2 separate regions of the Mus musculus genome follow, and region 1 is linked to region 2. The links are chromatin contacts, called in public promoter capture Hi-C maps. All regions are on one chromosome and are shown on one strand. The core of a region is the stretch at or near the end of the contact, and the rest is flanking DNA. Distances in the headings are between cores, read along the strand shown. Region 1 overlaps Prkag2 (protein kinase, AMP-activated, gamma 2 non-catalytic subunit). Region 2 holds the start of Prkag2os1 (protein kinase, AMP-activated, gamma 2 non-catalytic subunit, opposite strand 1).

What was found. Promoter capture Hi-C pulls out the DNA fragments that hold promoters and counts their contacts.
Region 1: a promoter capture Hi-C map of liver shows a contact between it and region 2, with 2.4 times the contacts expected there. The contact joins the enhancer-like site here to the promoter of Prkag2os1 in region 2. A contact is called at or near these places in 2 of 39 promoter capture datasets (liver and pre-B cells), 2 of 484 Hi-C or Micro-C datasets (the N1E-115 cell line and myocytes), 1 of 115 datasets of contacts at active chromatin or transcription factors (embryonic stem cells) and 1 of 9 other capture datasets (adipose tissue).

What each region holds. Positions count from the first base shown.
Region 1 is chr5:25,063,170-25,069,383 of GRCm38.p6, forward strand. All of the region lies in intron 1 of Prkag2 (protein kinase, AMP-activated, gamma 2 non-catalytic subunit), which reads right to left. Among named protein-coding and RNA genes, the nearest start is that of Gm42232, 34 kb to the right of the region's middle. Within about 2 kb of position 1,337, at least 9 of the 459 cell types and tissues checked have an H3K27ac peak or open chromatin away from gene starts, as enhancers often do. A contact at or near this core is called in liver, where this site is marked.
Region 2 is chr5:24,900,350-24,906,319 of GRCm38.p6, forward strand. Prkag2os1 (protein kinase, AMP-activated, gamma 2 non-catalytic subunit, opposite strand 1) reads left to right here and starts at 2,220. Exons shown (of 7, transcript NR_040684.1): 1 at 2,220-2,489; 2 at 2,816-2,936; 3 at 4,008-4,136; 4 at 4,299-4,367; 5 at 5,767-5,934. The region is part of intron 5 of Prkag2 (protein kinase, AMP-activated, gamma 2 non-catalytic subunit); the gene reads right to left.

The DNA.
Region 1 (6,214 bases), core at 87-2,586, 160 kb after region 2:
GTACTTACTATTTCTGCAATGAAAAATGAGGCTACAGGGCTTTCAAGATAGCTCTGTGGATAACAGGTGTTTGCAGATAGAACCCCCGAAGGGCGGAATGACCTGGGTTTGATCAGTGGAATCCGAATATAGGTGAAAGGCACAGACTCCACCAAGCTGGTCAGTAGCGTTCACACATGTGTTACAACATCTATCTGCATCACACATAATGATAATAAATAAATTATGTAAAATACAATTGCTGCCATAGTCTCTGGGGCACATTATTGTCACATCAAACTGTCCAGCTGGCTCTGATTAAGCATGTATATTAAGAAATTACATTTAAAAATTCAGTGACTTCAAAGACACAAAACACAGTAAACAGTAAATATGGCCAAAAAAAACCCCCAAAAACCAAAAACAACAACAACAACAAAACCTCAAGCCATGCACAATATTTCTTGAACCATACTAGTGACACACAAGCCCAGAAATCCAGAGCACACATGTATATAAATCTTGTGCCTTCTACTCCTGTCTGTGGATAGCCACCTGAGTGGATTTCTTAGTATCCTAGGATCTAACATAAACACTGGCCTGATGGCACACCATCTTTGGCCATGCACCTATAAGTTCAATACAGAGATGCTGCTCAGTGAATCTCTCTCCTCCCTCCCTAGTGCTGGTGCTACTACCCCTGTCTGACAGCTGCAGTCTCAGGCCAGAGGCCAGGGCAGCAGTCGTGGTGAGCCCCTGAAGCAAGAGGGAGTCTCTGCCCAGCATTGCCCCTGCACTCAGCAACTCTGTCCTATGCAGACCGGCCTAGCAGCCTCTCAAAGGGTGACTGGACACCAACCCTCCGGAGAGGTCCACTGGGCCTTGTAGGAATCCTTAGGAGTCTGCAATGCATGGCTTGCTAGGCAGCTCAGGGAAGGCTAGAACCCCTGCAGAGCCTGCCTTTTTTTTTCTCCCCAAGCTGCTTGCCCCTGGGCTCAGACACCATTGACCTGAGCCCATAACCTCAAATGACCATGCTATGGAGCTTTGCCATTAAAAACAACACAAACCTTTGGGCTTTGACCGTGACTCTGTAGGAACATACTTGATATAGGTCTGAGTTTGATCTCTGCAAAAGAAAAAAAGAAAAAGAAAGAAAGAAAGAGAGACAGACAGACAGACAGACGAAGGCAGAGCTCAGAGAGAATCTGCCAAACAGCCCAGAACAGGTCCGACCTTGCCACCTACAATCATCACAGGAAACTGGAAACTATTCTAAGGTTTCCTTTCTGTGTACAGACCACTCTGTCCCTAGCTATCAGGCCTGTCTCTAAACAGAAAGTGCACAAAAGAGCTGAGGCCAAAGCTCTGTGGCAGGCAGCGTGGCCCAGTCCTGTGCATGGAGCTGGAGCTTAAGACAGTCTTTTGAACTGCAGAGACACTCGGAATCGTTCCAAACCTATGTCAGGACTTCCACAGAACAGTCGTTCATCTGTCAATACCATCTCTGAATGCTCTGAGGTCTTAAAGAGCCTTGAGCTACTGCTTGGAATCCCACAGCATTTAGAAACTGCCCCCAGGGTCACCAGCTCCCCTGTCACCAGACTATGGACCTGTCTGACCCTTCATTCGAAGCCTGCTGTGTGTACCAAGAGTTCACATGTGGACTGTACCACTCATTAGTATTTAAATATGTCACTTGTCAAAGGACAGACTCACCATTCACACACCAAAAAACCCTTAGTCCCACAAGACCACAAGGCCAGTGACTTGCCTGTGATACCACAGCTGACTGGTGTGGGCCAAGGCAAGAACCCAGACACTCCTGATTTTTACCCTCTGCCTGATGATGAAGATGGCCCCATCCACTTTGCACATGGCTGAACAAACCTGACGTGTGCACAGTCCAAAGATCAGAAGTCAGATGTGAAAGGGTTTTTCTTTCATGTTTGCTACAGTGGAGCCCTTTGTAATAAGATGTTGCATGAAGAAGCATGTAAGGATTTGAGGCAAATAACACACACTCTCTCTCTCCTTTGTCCAGGCCCACCTTCCCCTGCCCCTGTCCTGATGACTGACACCCCACAACACAAGGGGCTCTGGCTTGCATCTAATACAGGTCCTTATACAGGGCTCCACTCCTATATAAGAGGCATACTCTCCAACTGCGCCATCATCCCTGACTGAATGTGACTTTCTCATACAAGTTCATCTGCTAATCTAGGGTAAAGCTCCCCAGACCTGAGGAGTGGGGGCTATTGCCTGGGAGAGGAGTCCGCTCACAGCATGGGTGTTGGGAGTGAGGAAGAAGGGATTTATGCCTGTTTCTTGTCTAAGGCGGGTTGTTCCTGCTCTGTCTCTTGGGTCCCCTCCCAGACTCAAGCTGGGGCACAAGAAGAAGAGAAGACAGAGAGGACCCCAGTCCAGTATTGTGGACTTCAGAAAGGAAGTCATGCACAGAGACAATGAATAAGCAGGCTGGAGTTGACAGCAGCCACCAAAGACGTTTCCAGAAGGAAAAAGCTGCTTTCGAAGCAATTCCTAACTAAGGGCCTCATGGGAGGGGTAAGGTGGAGGCTGAGGGCATGGGGTGAGGAAGAAAAACCAGGGGCTTTCCCCAGGACTGTCTTCTTCTTTGTTCCTACATAAACTAGAAAGCTCCAGAACTAGGTCTCCCTTTCAGCTGCATCTCGGGGCTGGGAGTTGGGTCATCTAGAGTCAATGGCTGATCTCAGGTGCTCTAGCTTTGAAGGTCTGTGACCTAAAGCACACCACACCTTGATGGCTGAGCAGGAGAACTGGGCTGCCACTCAGCAAGCTCAGGGTCCTGCCTGCCCAAAACCTCAGAAACACAATGGGCACCCAACATTTTCCACACTTGCCCGCAGCAGGGCCACCCTGTGTTAGGCACTGTGGGGCTCATTTCCCCAAGCACACTGTGAAGGCTGGAAGCTTCTCCGTGGATTCAAATCTTACTGATGTCATTTAGCAGCACCGCAGTGTGGGAAGTCACTTAACCACGTAGACCGTAGACCTCATTTTTCTCCACTGTACAATGAAGTTGCCAGACACACCTATTTCATGGTACAGTAAGAGTTAAATCCATAGTGGTGGAGAGATGGCTCTCAGCTTAAGAGCTCTGCTGCTCTGGCAGAGGACTGGACACACCCACACACATAAACAAATATAGAAATAAAATCTTTTAAAAATGTTAACCTATACACTCACACATTTGCACAAATGCATACACACACACAACACACACACACACACACACACACACACACACACACACACGTTTTACCAAGCAATGCGGTCCATTTTGGTGATGTGCGCGTTGGATTTTAAACAGACCTCATTTGGAGGTGTTCTTATGACAATTGAAAGTGGAGAGAACCAGAGATTCCAAACTTTAAACACAGTAGGAAATGACAGAGGTAAACCACAGGAAATTCTGCTACCTCTCTTTTGGTTACGACTGGACTTGGATACTCAAATCTTACCAAGCCCGGACAGGTATCAGAGCTTGGGCATGCACAGCCAGGAAAATGAAGTCCTCTACCTTGTGATGGTATGGCCTCCTGGGTCAGGGCACTGCTTCAGCACCTCGCTGCTGCCTCTGTCCCCCTCCTCAGCTCACTGACCACAGTTGGTTAGCTCTGATTTTGCCAGGCCCTGCCCTACCCTGGGAGAGCTTTGGAGCCAGGCATGGGAAGAAAGTTCAGAAGTGCTCCTGTTATCAGCTGCATAGGGGAAGGGGCTCCGCCGGGCTAGGTCGGAATAGGCTAGGTCGGGAGTGCCTGAGCAGGGTAGGTCCAGGCTGGGGAAGGTGCTGCAGGCTTGGGCAGAACATGAAAGCAGGGTGGAGGCTCAGCGAAATTAGGAGCAAGGCTCAGCAGCACTCCAGCAAGGTGGACAGGAAGGGAGTAAGGCGAAGGGTCAGCACAACAACCTGGTGGCCCTGTGCACCCAGCCCCGAGGGAGGCTTCCACCCGCACGCCTGCAAGTCAGTCAGATCCTTCCTTTTGTGTAAATGGCTCTGGGAGGGAAGGGGGCACCATGCATTCATAATGGAAAATGTTTGGCTCTGATACAAAGAGTAAACAGGCAAACTGGCCTTCTAGCAATCTCAGCTCAGAGAGGCGGTGTTCCCGAATATCTAGGGCTTCAAAGTCCTGCCAGGAGCTGGCTCTCAGCCTGTCACTCAGGAAACCCAGCTTCAGCTGTCTGACTGGCCCCCTGACCTCAGCTTGTCACAAATGGGCAAAGTGACCAGGGCACAGGGCCACTTTCCTCCCAGCCAGGCGTGACCCTTCTGCAGCTACTCAGGGATAAGAGCAGGAAGTTGGAAAGAGCAGGAAAAGCCTGCAGCCGGTTTTCCTAGCTAAGAGGTTCTACAAACTGAATAAACGTTAGACACAGGCTGAGATTTAAAAACCAGTTTAGCCATTTTATAAAGAGACTTCTCCCTACTGCTATGGGTCAACTGCATGCCACCCTCCAAGAAGACACCAGAGTCAGAAGCCATAATACAGAAGCCAGCCTTACGTACAGATAGAATACACCCACTTATGGGCACTCACCCTGTGCCTGGCACCTCAGTAAGTCTCTCTCTCTGACCAGAAGGTCTGGGACAAGAGTGTAGCCGTTGAGTGGTGAGAGCCATGCTCTGGGCCTTGCGGTCTCTACAGCAGGCTGTCACTGCACGGTCACCTGCAAAGGTGGCTGCGACGGGGCTGTGGAGGGGTGTTCGGATGTGTGTGCAGAGGTAGAGAAACTGGCTGCCACAGGCTGTTTCTAGAACCTGTCTTAGCCTGGTCCTAGGATCCCTCCCCAGGGCTAAGGCCAGAGACAGGAGCCCAGAGCAACTCTGGAGGGTCCTCACTTGAAGGGGTTCAAACCTACCCATCCTTAGTGGCTTAACCAGATGTGAGCATGGTCAAAACCTGGTTCCCACTGACAACTTACTAAATCAAAATTTCTGGGGCTCAGAGAGGGAGGGGATCACTACATCCCGAAGTTCCACTGACTCAACTTAACCACCTCACTGGCAACAAGAAGCAGAGAAGAGTCAGAAGGGGCTCTGGGAAGGGGAGAGAACGTCAGAGCCTGTGCTCTCCTTTAAGAAGGAGTGTCGGGGAATACCATAGCTGGGGATGTTTATATTATTCCGTGGCTGGAAGTTTCGTAGTTGGCTGCAGTCAGAGACCCCAGCTCAGGCTGACGTTTGTTCTCCTTGTGTTTCCACTCTCTGTTATCCTGAGTCCCAATATTTCTTGATTGATCAAGATGGGACCTTCCAGTGGTCCAGGGTGGCACCTAGCTCCCTACAGAATCAAGGATGACCTTACACGGTTGATCCTCCTGCCTCTTCCTCAAGAAGAGGCTTGGATGAAGGTGTATGCCACTGGTTTATTCAGTGCTGGGGACAGAACCCAGGGCTTTGCATGCTGGGCAAGCCCATGCTAACTGAGCTATATTTCCAGCTTCTGACATTCCAGTTCTAAGGAGACACTTGTGGCTGGTTCATAGTATCCGGGTTCCCAGCATGATACAGAAGATAATGTGTGAGGTCAGCAGATTGGTTGATGGTAAGGACAGAACATTCCTACACAGTGGCTAGAGTGCTTTAAGCCAGGATGGCCGTGGTCCCCTCTCTGTTCCCCAGTCCCATCATGATTGGCTATGCAGCTAGCCTGGCCCAGAAGTAACGTGTGCTGCTTTCCAGCAGAGCCATAAGAATTGTCTAGGAACAGGAAAGATGGGTGGCCCAGTGCTAAGATCACTGACTACTCATCCAAAGGACTAGGTTCAACTCCCAGCACCCACACAGAGGCCCACAACTGTCTATTGCTCCAGCCCCAGAGTATTCTATGCTCTCTCCTGTCCTCCACAGGCACTGTACACACACACACACACACACACACACACACACACACACACACATTCACACACACACACACATTCACACACACACACACACACACACACACACAGAGAGACAAATAAAATACCCATGCATATGAAATAAAATTAAAGTAAAAATTTTTTTCAAAAGAACTGCCATGTGCCTGATACCCTTTTCTTGTCTCTGTCACAGCACAGACCCAAGCCGAGAGTGGCCCTCCAGTCTGGGGGTTCCAATGTAGCACAAGAGAGACAGCTGTGGCTCAAGACAGTAATTTCAGCACTTAGGAACCAGAAGCAGAGGATATAGAGGTCAAGGTCATCCTGG
Region 2 (5,970 bases), core at 970-3,469:
CAGGAGTGGACCCCAAGAACAGGCGAGTGTGCTCATGGAAAGCTTCTAGCAAGGTGCAGAGAGAGGATGCAGAGGGCTGGACTGGCAGGAACAGAGGCAGTGCTTAGAAAGCAATCCCGGGAGGTGGGTGAGGCAGCTGGGGGAACAAAGTGAAAGAAGGGGAGAGGAAGAAAGAGGACATGCGCTGGCTAGGGCTTGGGTTTGTCGATTTCATACATGTTGATTCATGTGGAACCTGTAACTGAGCAAATGCCTCCATCAGATTGGCTTAAAGGCAAGACTGAAACATTTTCTTGATTAATGGTTGATGTGGGAGGACCCAGGGCACTATGGGTAATGCCAATCTTGGGCAGGTGATCCTGGGTTGTATAAAAATGGAGGCTGAGCAAGCCATGAGGAGCAAGGTCATTCCTCTATGGCCTCTGCCTCCAGGTTCCTTCCCTGACTTCACTCAATGACGGCATGCCGCCTGGGTTTTCCTTCACAGGCTGCTTTTGGTCCCCAGCCAAGCACATCTCTGTAGCTTGCTCTGTCCCCTTCAATCCTTCATACGTGTTCCATGACCAACCTCACCTACTCTAGGGGTCCCTCCTGCTTCTTTCCATCCCTTCCTTGTAGGACAGAAAGAAAGAGAAATGGGGAGGTGGGGAAGGGGAGAAGAGATCAGGAAGGCAAGAAGACTATAGGGATCGTGGCTGGTCTTGATAGCTAGCGACCTGTGAAGGACAGAGGCCTGGCCAGAGAGGTGTGCTGGACATCCTTAGACACTAAAGTTTCGTGGTAAGGAAACCAAATGCTGGCCAGTATGAATACGTCGGGTCAGAGCCAGGAGTGAGCACTCTCTTAGGTGAGGACCAGTGTGAAGGTAAGTAGGCCTCAGATAGAGCCACAGGAACATTTGGTTTCTTCCATTCAGTTAGGAAGGATGACTGCATGGAGCTGTGAGTCACGCCATGTTACACTGGCTGCAAAGGGAAGAGAAAGAACCACAGAGGGTATCTACAACCAGCTATGGTGGGGAACCCACCAGGGACCAAGCCACCTCTCCAGCCATGCCTTAGAGATTAAGGATGAGCGTTGAGAAGAGGGCACGGGGCAACTCTGTGGACTCCAGGTTAAGATGGGGACGAGGGTTGACTGCTGGCCACTGGATTTGGGGAAGATAAGTTTGTGCTAACCTTGGCAAGTTTGGATGCAGGGCAGAATTGGAGTAAAGAATAAAGAGGAGACCATGGTAATCTTCTGAAAGGAAGATGACCTCACATTGGCCTCCAACATGGGCTTGACTCTAGGGGAGTCTCTGGAATGTTATATGCCATCTTAAAGAGGGCACTTCACCTCTTCCCCCCCTCCCCCCACCCCCGTGACAGGGTTTCTCTGTGTATCTTTGGCAGTCCTGGAACTCACTCTGTAGACCAGGTTGGCCTTGAACTCAGAAATCCACCTGCCTCTGCCTCCCAAGTGCTGGGATTAAAGGCACCACTGCCAGGCTCACCTCTTCTCTTCTGACTTTGCTCTTCTATGACCCAGGGTGTGTGTGTGTAATGCTTTGTGCCTTAGGGTTATCTGAGACTCAGCATAGTTCCACAGTATATGCTAGTAGTCATCAAAAGATCTAGGAGAAGAGAACATTAAAAATGCTTTTCCAATTTTTCCAGTGCTGCTGGACAATCAACACCGTTCCTGTTTACACCTGACAGGTGAAGCTGGAAGCCACAAAGGTCAGAGACAGGCCCAGGACTCTGGCGAGTGGGATGGAGTTCCATTTGGATAGTGATGGGGCCTGGACCCTGGTGGGGTGCCTATAAAGTAGAAAGACAGTCTTCTGGAGGGAAGTTCACGAGTCCCTAGCAGAGTGATGGGAGGTGTTACCTTGGTTCCTAATGACTTTCTACTTGGTTCCATGCACTTGCCAAGGCTGGTGATATGTTCCACTTCTTGCTATCCAACCACTCTATGCACTTTCCTGTTTGTTTAAACCAGTCAGGTATTTTTTTTTTTTTTTCCTTTTAGGTAACACGACCTTTTCCTGTCTGTCTTAGCCTGATTTTGCTTCTTGGACAAAATACACAGCTATTTACTTGGCTCATGATTTTGGTAGCGGGAAGACCTAAGGAGCATAGCGTTTATGTGTGCTGAGTGTCCTACTGGCTGTGTCATAATGGGGGGTGGGGGGGGAGCATCACACAGCAGCCGGTACAAGAGGGTGTGGCTCTATGGACAGAGAAGAAGCCAGACAGCGGGGAGGCTGGCTTCATCCTTTCCAGGATGCCTAGGAAGAACCAATCAATACCTGGGAGACGATACATCTCCTTTCCACGTTACACGGGGACTAAAATTTCATTCCAGAAACTTCTGGGGTGCAGACACCTTCCAAAGCACAGTCCACAGGACAACTCCTGTACCTTCTTAAGCCTAGGACACCGTTAGGATATGTTTGAACCTGACTTTGGATATACTAAAACATGTGGCAATATGTTAAATACAGGGTAAGCTAGGCAGGAAGTTTTCTACTACAGATATTTCATACAATCTTAATTATTCTTGTGGTCAAGAATCAATTTATCCCTGGCCTATAAACTCAGCCAGAGAAGGTCAGAGTTCAGAGAGCACAGACAGACCTTCTGAACCTGTCACTTTGACATGTCTACCACCAGAGGTCAGCACCCCTCATGTCACAGCCAACAAACCGGCAGGCTGACTCTGCAGAGGCTCACTTTTAAAAGCCCCGAGATTCTAGGGAGAAGGAAAGGCTTCATAGGCTCTCAGTGCCTCCCTGGATTCTCCATCCTCATGAAAATTTAATACCACATAGAAACTGTGCACCTGTTCATGTATGGTGACGCCACGGAGGGCCAGACTGCTGCAGTGCCCAAGGTGTGCCATCTCCACAGAGAACCCATCTTCACTCCCTTTAGGCAATTCCCTCCCACCAGGTAAGAATAGTGGGCACAGTTTTTTGTTTGTTTTCTTTCCCCCTTTTTTTTTTTTTTTTTTTTTTTTTTTTTTTTTTTTTTTGGTACACTGGTTATTGGATGCTCTGGAGTCTGACTTCCAAGGAGGAATGGAAAGCAAGCAAGTGGTTACCAAGCGCCAGGCCTGTGTTTGGCAGATACAACCCATAGTGATAGCAATACTAAAACAAAGCTTCAGGAGCTCTGTGGATTGATTACCCAAGGAAAGGCAGCCAAGTCTTCACACGCCAGGGCCTGAGCTCCGAGATGTTTTACTTTCCCAGAGTGGTCCCTGCTCGCTCTGGTGCTCGCGATTTCTCTCTCACACGCTCTGTGTGTGTGTGTGCGCGCGCGCACATTCATGTAAGCATGCATGTTTGGGTGCATGTATGGGTAAGGGCCAGAGGTGGCTACTGGATGTCTTTTTCCATTGCTCTCCACCTTAGTTTTTGAGATAGGCTCTTACAGTGAATCTTGGCAATTCATCTCGTCTGGTTGGCCAGTAAGCTCCAGAGATCTGCCTGTCTACGCTTCCCCAGTGTGCAGGGATTACAAACCTATATTACCATGATTATATATTACCAGATTTTTATATGTGGGTGCTGGGGATTGAGTTTAGATCTGCATTTTTTGCTGTCTAGTTTTTTGTTTTGTTTTTTGTTTTTTTTTTTTTTTTTTTTTTTTTGGCTACCTGACACCAGCTGGAGTTACCTGGGAAGAGGGAACCTAAATTGAGAAAATACCTCTATCATACTGGCCTTTAGGCAAGTCTGTGGGGGTATTTTCTCAGTTAGTGATAAATGTGGGAGGGCCAGCCTGCTGTGGGTGGAGCCTTTTCTGGGCCCCTGCCTGTATCCTTGCTTCTCAGGTGATACAAGAAAGCAGGCAGAGCGAGTCATGGGGAGCAAGCCAGTAAGTGGCATCATTCCATGGCCTCTGCCTCAGCTCCCGCATCCAGGCTCCTGCCCTGACTTTCCTTCATGATGAACTACAAGCTGTGGGGTGAGAGATCCTTTCTCCCTAAGTTGCTTTTGGTCATGGGGTTTGTTACAGAGGCAGGAAGCAAACTACAACACCACGCTGGAGCAGCAAACGTAACCATGTGAGCTATCACGCACCAGCTCCTTCCTTATTTCTGATCACCCTGGACTCAGTTAGCCCGGCTTCCCACAGTAAGACTGTGTGAGTGAGGTCTGGAATCTGCCCATGGAGAACCGTGAGGGCGGGAGGGAACCCAGGGTGCTGGTGTTGGGACAGATGACGAAGGTGAGGAGAAACCAATCAGCAAGGGCAGATGGGGAACACCACTGCCGCAAGTCACCTTAACCCTGAACCTCTCTACAGGTCTAGACTGTGGGGACAACAGGCTGGGAGCCAGGAATGGACCTCAAGCCTACGAGAGCATCCAAGCTGGTGAATAGTAGGGGTTCTGGCAGGCTGAACTGCGGGGCATGCAACTGCAGGGGGATGATCTTTATAGCAGTCGAGAGTATGTCCAGGTTCACACCTGGCCAAGAAATAAATTCAAGGCAATTAGGATAGATAAACACAAACAGGAAAATGATGTGACAGGCCCCAGAGCTTAAACCCATAAAGCGATGGCCCTGGAGATGTTCTGGTCTCACGGCTTTGCGCTCATCAGACCACTGAATTCTCAGGGCATATAAAGCAAGTATGGACATTTAAGGTGGCCGCTGGGGTTAGAGGGAGACACCAGCAGAGCAGAACAGGGGGACGAGGGACAGGCACACAGTCGGGCAGCTTCAGAGAAAAGATGAGATGCGGGGTGCACCTTGTAGCTGTGGCAAGATGGGCAGGATGCAGAAAGGGTGGGTGATTGACAGGCCGAGCACCAAGAGGAGCAGGCTTGCTGTGCTGCGTCTGGGAGCCAAGGCCGCCCCATTTCACAAATCCGTTTTCTTGGATTCCAGCCCTACTACTATGTTTGGCCTTGGGCTGTTGTCTTGCAAGGGGGGGGGGGGCCAAACTGGGTGGCTAATGCAAAGCCTGAGATGATGGATGCACGCTCTTGCTGCATCTGAAGACCCATGACCTGGAGCCTCACTCTTTAAAGGGAAGCCTGTGAAACAACAGAGAGAAGGCACACCAGGGCTGGGCAGCAGAAAGCACTGGGGGCTCAGAAAGGCACTGAGAAGATGGAAGCCTAGCTGATGCAGCCAGGAGAGCAGTGACTGGGGAAGCTCCCAAATCATAGCTCAGGGTAACACTGGCCCCGACCCTGCTGTGCCAGGCCCCCTCCCTCACCTCTCATAGCTCAGGGTAACACTGGCCCTGACCCTGCTGTGCCAGGCCCCCTCCCTCACCTCTCATAGCTCAGGGTTACACTGGCCCCGACCCTGCTGTGCCAGCCCCCCTCCCTCACCTCTCATAGCTCAGGGTTACACTGGCCCCGACCCTGCTGTGCCAGCCCCCCTCCCTCACCTCTCATAGCTCAGGGTAACACTGGCCCTGACCCTGCTGTGCCAGGCCCCCTCCCTCACCTCTCATAGCTCAGGGTAACACTGGCCCCGACCCTGCTGTGCCAGCCCCCCTCCCTCACCTCTCATAGCTCAGGGTTACACTGGCCCCGACCCTGCTGTGCCAGCCCCCCTCCCTCACCTCTCATAGCTCAGGGTAACACTGGCCCCGACCCTGCTGTGCCAGGCCCCCTCCCTCACCTCTCATAGCTCAGGGTAACACTGGCCCTGACCCTGCTGTGCCAGGCCCCCTCCCTCACCTCTCATAGCTCAGGGTTACACTGGCCCCGACCCTGCTGTGCCAGCCTTCCTCCCTCCCCTCTTCTTTCCTCCAGCTTTACTAATACCTTTGAACCTTCCGATGACTGGAACAGAGTTGAAATTTATCAGAAAATAGAAAAACAGCTTTGGCACAGCACTACCAGTCATCATGTACGTCTCTGAATAACAAATGTTCATCTCTAGGTCATGCCTCCAGATGTGTAATTGAAGATACTAACTGGGTAAGAAGGAAGGTTACCCAAGGGTAAACGGGGCAT